2 separate regions of the Mus musculus genome follow, and region 1 is linked to region 2. The links are chromatin contacts, called in public Hi-C maps. All regions are on one chromosome and are shown on one strand. The core of a region is the stretch at or near the end of the contact, and the rest is flanking DNA. Distances in the headings are between cores, read along the strand shown. Region 1 has its middle 11 kb from the start of Slc25a19. Region 2 overlaps Fads6 (fatty acid desaturase domain family, member 6).

Evidence for each region. A called contact is a pair of places that touch in the nucleus more often than the background predicts.
Region 1: a Hi-C map of embryonic stem cells shows a contact between it and region 2, with 8 times the contacts expected there. The contact joins two enhancer-like sites. A contact is called at or near these places in 1 of 484 Hi-C or Micro-C datasets (embryonic stem cells) and 1 of 115 datasets of contacts at active chromatin or transcription factors (pancreatic cancer cells).

What each region holds. Positions count from the first base shown.
Region 1 is chr11:115,637,845-115,640,544 of GRCm38.p6, reverse strand. No RefSeq gene overlaps it. Among named protein-coding and RNA genes, the nearest start is that of Slc25a19, 11 kb to the right of the region's middle. Within about 2 kb of position 1,389, at least 68 of the 459 cell types and tissues checked have an H3K27ac peak or open chromatin away from gene starts, as enhancers often do. A contact at or near this core is called in embryonic stem cells, where this site is marked.
Region 2 is chr11:115,291,583-115,294,282 of GRCm38.p6, reverse strand. The region is part of intron 2 of Fads6 (fatty acid desaturase domain family, member 6); the gene reads left to right. Among named protein-coding and RNA genes, the nearest start is that of Fads6, 4.6 kb to the left of the region's middle. Within about 2 kb of position 1,297, at least 65 of the 459 cell types and tissues checked have an H3K27ac peak or open chromatin away from gene starts, as enhancers often do. A contact at or near this core is called in embryonic stem cells, where this site is marked.

The sequences.
Region 1 (2,700 bases), core at 140-2,639, 350 kb before region 2:
TCACAAGCTATGGTGGAGAGGCAGCACAAGATAGACTACCTCTAGCCCATTCCATTAGCCCCTTCAGTCAGTCAGTGCCTTTTTTGTGAAAGCAGCTACCTTGTCCTAACTGTCCAGGGGCCATAGTGAGGAAAAGGTAGGAGAAGCCTGAGAGGTTCCTTCACTAACAGACGCTAAGCCAAGTGTCAAGGCTAGAGAGGGCTCAGTAGCAAAGAGCATCCATTGCTCTTGCAAAGACTCAGGTTCGAATCCCAGCACATGGTGGCTCACAACCACCAGTAAGTCTGATTCCAGAGGATCCAATGCCCTCTCTGATCTCTGCAGGCACTAGGCACACAAGAGATGCACAGATGTACAGGCATCAGGTGTTCAAGACCAGCTTCATCTTCATAAGGAGTCTGAGGCCAGCCTAGGCTACCTGAGACTCTATCTCAAGCAAGAAAAAGGAAGCCGGGCAGTGGTGGCACACGCCTTTAATCCCAGCACTTGGGAGGCAGAGGCAGGCAGATTTCTGAGTTCAAGGCCAGCCTAGTGTACAGAATGGGTTCCAGGACAGCCAGGGCTACACAGAGAATCCCTGTCTTGGAAAAAAAAAAAAAAAGGAAGCTGGAGGTGCCGAGCCAGGGCTGAGGATAGTAGCTTAGTGGGAGCACAGTTAACCAGCATGTTTAATGTTTAGGGCCATTGGTCTAAAAATAACATCAAAACCAAACTCTGTAAGTGTGGTGGTTTATGCCTACAATCCAGGAAGCTGAGGCAGAAGGATTGATCATTTAAAGCCAGGCCAAGTTACAGTGGGAGGTCTTGCCTCAAGATGAGGGGTGGTAGTGTCAGCACCTTGGCTCTGTACGCGCACGCTGGGTAGCTGTAGCTTACATGCCATAAAATGAAGCCATCTTGGCATTTAGTCAGCACCTAGACCAGTTTTCCCTCCACCACCCACTGCCAAGTCCTTCTGAAGCCTAGATTTCAGCAGCCTCCCCTGTCTCCTCAGATCCTGCCTCCTCTGCCTCTGTCCTTCCTCAGGGACTCTCAGGCTCCTTCCGCCTGATCATCTACTGATCCCTAATCTGTTAGGAAACCTAACTCTGCAAAGAGCATCCGAGAACCCTACCCCATCAGACTCCAGGGAACTGTGCTCCCCTGCAGCCTCCAGGCCCCAGGATGTGTGCCTCAGCCCTCCCAGCTGTGTGTGTCTCTGTCAGCTTCAGAACTGCAGCCCTCTGTCCTCTTGCTCCCAGAGCCCTTTGCCCTGCATCAGCAGCTGGCTGTCTTCATCTCCAGCTAGGAGCAGTAGCAAGGGAGTCACCCCCAGGCTCAGCGGGGCCCAAGGCAGGTTGCTTCCTGGTTCCTGGATTCGTGCTGGGTCTGTAGCCTTGAATGTGTGACTCTCCTAAGGCTCAGGAAGAGGAACTTAGAGTCATAAAAGGACTGAGGGTGGTTGACAAGGTCACACAGAATAAGTCCTGTGATGTGACTGGCCAGAAATGGGTTCATTTCTGCTGGTGCCTGAATGTGGTAAGTCACCCTAAGTCGATAGATAGATAGATAGATAGATAGATAGATAGATAGATAGATAGATAGATAGATAGATAGATAGATAGATAAATATTGATTTCCTGGTGCTGGGAATCAAACACTGCTTTGAATACAGCAAGCACGTGCTCTACCTACCTCTGAGCTTTAGCCCAATACTATTTTGGTTTTTGTTTTTGAAAAAGGGTCCTGCTATGTACTTCTAGTTATGTTGATCAGGCTAGCCTTGAACACAGAGATCCTCCTGCCTCTGTCCCCTGAATGATGGAATAAAAGGCATGTAGCAACACAATGGCACTATTGTCTTTTTCTGCTTAGATCTTTGTTCTAGCTGGGTGTGGCAATTCTAGCACTTAGAAGGCTGAGCAGGAGAGTCTAGGCTTGCCTGTTGTACATGGGTAGATCCAGGCTAACCAGGAGGGTCTGTGCTAGCCTGTTGTACTTGGCAAGATCCAGACTCGCCAGTGCTCAGACTCTGTCTCAAAATCAAAACCAGGGCTGGAGAGAGAGCTCAGCGGTTAAGAGCACTGACTGTTCTTCCAAAAGTCCTGAGTTTAAATCCCACATGGTGGCTCACAACCATCCGTAATAAGATCTGATGCCCTCTTCTGATGTGTCTGAAGACAGCTACAGTGTACTTACATATAATAAATAAATAAATAAATCTTTAAAAAAAAAAAATCAAAGCCAGGTGTGGTGGCAAGTGCCATGCACTTGGGAGGCAGAGGCGGGTGAATTTCTGAGTTCGAAGACAGCCTGGTCTACAGAGTGAGTTCCAGGACAGCCAAGGCTACACAGAGAAACCCTGTCTCGAAAAATCAAACAAACAAACAAACAAATAAACAAAAAATCAAAACCAAAAGCCAGCCTGAAAGCCAGGCTAAGTGAAATGTGCAGTTTTAATCCCAGTACTCGGGAGGCAGAAGTGGATGGATTTCTGTGATTCTGAGGCCAGCCTGCTCTCCATAAAGAACTCCAGGCTAGCCAGGGCTACACAGTGAGACCCTGTCTCAAAGAAACACGGAACAGCTTGACCCAGGTATGTTGTCCCATGGGTCTAATTCCAGCTCTCCAGTTGCTGAGGGAGAAGACTGATATTTGAGGCTAGCCCAGGCTAAGTGTGAGACCCTATTTCAGAAAATAAAATTGAGTAACCAGACTTGT
Region 2 (2,700 bases), core at 48-2,547:
GAGGAGTCCTAGCAGACATGGTGCTGGAGACATGGCTGAGAGTTCTATATCTGGATAGACAGCCAGCAGGGAGAGAGAGAGGGAGACAGGGCCTGGCTTGAGCGTCTGAAACCTCAAAGCTCACTCCCAGTGATGCAATCCTCAACCAAGTCCACATCTCCTTAGTGGTGCTACTCTCTACAAACCTATGGTGCCAATTTGCTACCCTCTATATGCCAATTTCATTCAAACTACCTTATATACATATACATGTACACGTACATACATACATACATACAAGAATACCCCCATAAACACACATATACACAATCACATACACACACATACACAGATACACCCACACATACACACATATACACAACCACACACACACACACACACACACACACACACACACACACACACACACACCTTTTGATATACCACATCCACTGTGTGGTGGAAACGTTCTTACCCAGCATTCCCTGTCCTCCCTTTCCCTCCCTCTCACGCCTTTCTACCAGCCTAGGTTTCTGAAGGGCCAAGGACATGAGGGTCCCTCAGGCTGCTGATTCCTATGGTCTGCTTTAAGATACTTTCCTTTCCAGGAAGCTCTGGGTCAGCCCAGACTAATAGGCACAGGTTGGACCCTGGGGTCAGGGTCTGTAACCTGCCAGGAGAGGCAGGAGTAATGGATACTTTGTATCATTTGTATCTTTCTAATAATGGGACTCGGCACAGGCTGAGTTCTGCTCGGGTTTTCTAAAGTGGTGCTGAGTGCTAGGGGCCTGTGGCAGCTAGAGACTGGTAAAGGAGATCCATCTTGGACTACAAGGGCCGTATTGTGCAGAGGTTTCTCAAGCGTCCTTCCCAGGCTTCTGGAGAGCTGATGCCTGATCAAGGGTGAGGGCTTCTGACTTTGCCTGGGGCGGGGTGGGGGTGGGGGTGGGGGTGGGGGACGGAGGAGCTTACATACGGAGGCAAGGAACTGAGACACTCTCGTTGAGTTGTCTTCCTAGATTGCTTGGACTTCTTCAGAAACCCAGTGCAGTGACTTGCGGAACCCAAACAGCCTTGGGGCCGAGTTCTGTGTGTTGCACACAGCTCTGTCCTGTGCAAACTCCTGTCCAAATGGCCTCATGTTTGCTTCTTTTCCTTCCACCCAAGTTCTTAGCAGCGATTCTATTAGTATTTGTCTACAATGACCTTGCATTCCAGTTGGGGACAAAGTCGAAGGGAAAGTTAGCCAATGGTGTTTGTGAGTGTGAGAGGGTGGGGTGGGGGCGGGGGGCTGTCCTGAAGGCCGATGTGGTTCTGTGGCTTGTAAGGAAAGGCCTGGATTCCCCTCCCATGCTGTAACACTGTTGGCCGTGCTGCTGGGCTTTGCTGAGCTGTGGGCAGAACTAGTTTGGTCAATCACACTCTCTGAGTAACCTAGTCAGGGAAGCACCTCAATTTTCCAACCTTGGGGCATAACTCAGGCACCCCTCTAGGATAGGTTCCCACACATGGGGGAGTGTGGCTCAGCCCTACCTAGCTGGTGTGTGTGTGTGGCAATCAATATCTTTGTAGCTTTGTGACTTGATTGGAGTCCCAGGCCCAGCGGTTTTCCCTGACCTTGAGCAAGGGTTAGTTTCGTCATGGAGTCTATAAGCTTGATAACGCCACCTCCTCGTTAACCCTTTGAGGGCACTGGATGAGACGGTACAGACTTGCCAGGCCTCCCATGAGCCATAGTGTGGCCTTGTGTTTCTTCCTGGGACGACACACTGCCTGTCACAGAGGCAGCACAGGGCTGCTTCCCACAGTGTTTGTTTATTTTGTGCTTGTTACCTGAGAGGCTGCAGGGCCTGGCAGGGCGGTGCAGGTGTTCGTATTGGGTTACCTGGCACAAAGGAACCTCAGAGGGTGCGTGGGACCCTTCCCGGATCCCTGGCTGTCACTTCTAATCCTGTTGTCTTCTCCTTTCATCCTTCCCTCATCCACACGACCCCTGGTGACACCATCTCATTGAACATCCTGCTCTTAGGCCTGCTCTCCTCAGGGTTCTACAGAGCCTGCAGTGCCAGGCATCAGCTGTGCACCTCTGGCTTTCTTTGGTAATCCAGCATTGATCTTAGAGCCTACTGGGTCTGAGCTGGTGTGGGACCAGCCTCTTTCTCCGGCTCTGGAGAACTGGAACAGGTAGGATAGAGTTGGGCTAGCACTCTAGGCTGTATTCAAAACCATGTACCCCTACCCACACCAGATGAGGTTTCTCTGGAGACCCCTCTCTGACATACCTGAAGAAGTTCCCACCCCGCCTTACCCAGCAAGCACTCTCTACTGGGGTTACATCACCCAGGCTGCTAGGCCTATCCTTAGGGTTGGCCAGGGAAGGATGCCATGCAAGGATGACCACCAAAAGGCTCAGGGCAAGGTAGAATAAGCAGGCCGCCGTGGTTTAAGTCCTGAAGTTGAGAAGGTTCGACCTCTGAAAGGCCTTCAGTGTCACAGTCAAGGATGCTCCCCTGAGTGGGCGGGAACCAGCCATGCCAGTCAGGAAGCTCTTTGTTATGTCTCCTCTTTAAATCCTCCTTGTAAACTCAGCTTTGGGTGTGGGGTGGAGTCACAGGCAGAGCCCACTAGGAATCTCGCTGAGCCCTTTTGGGAGGTGTGTCACACAGGGGAATGCCTGTTGCTATCCACTGGCTCCCTGTGGTACAAACCGCAAAGAACCCC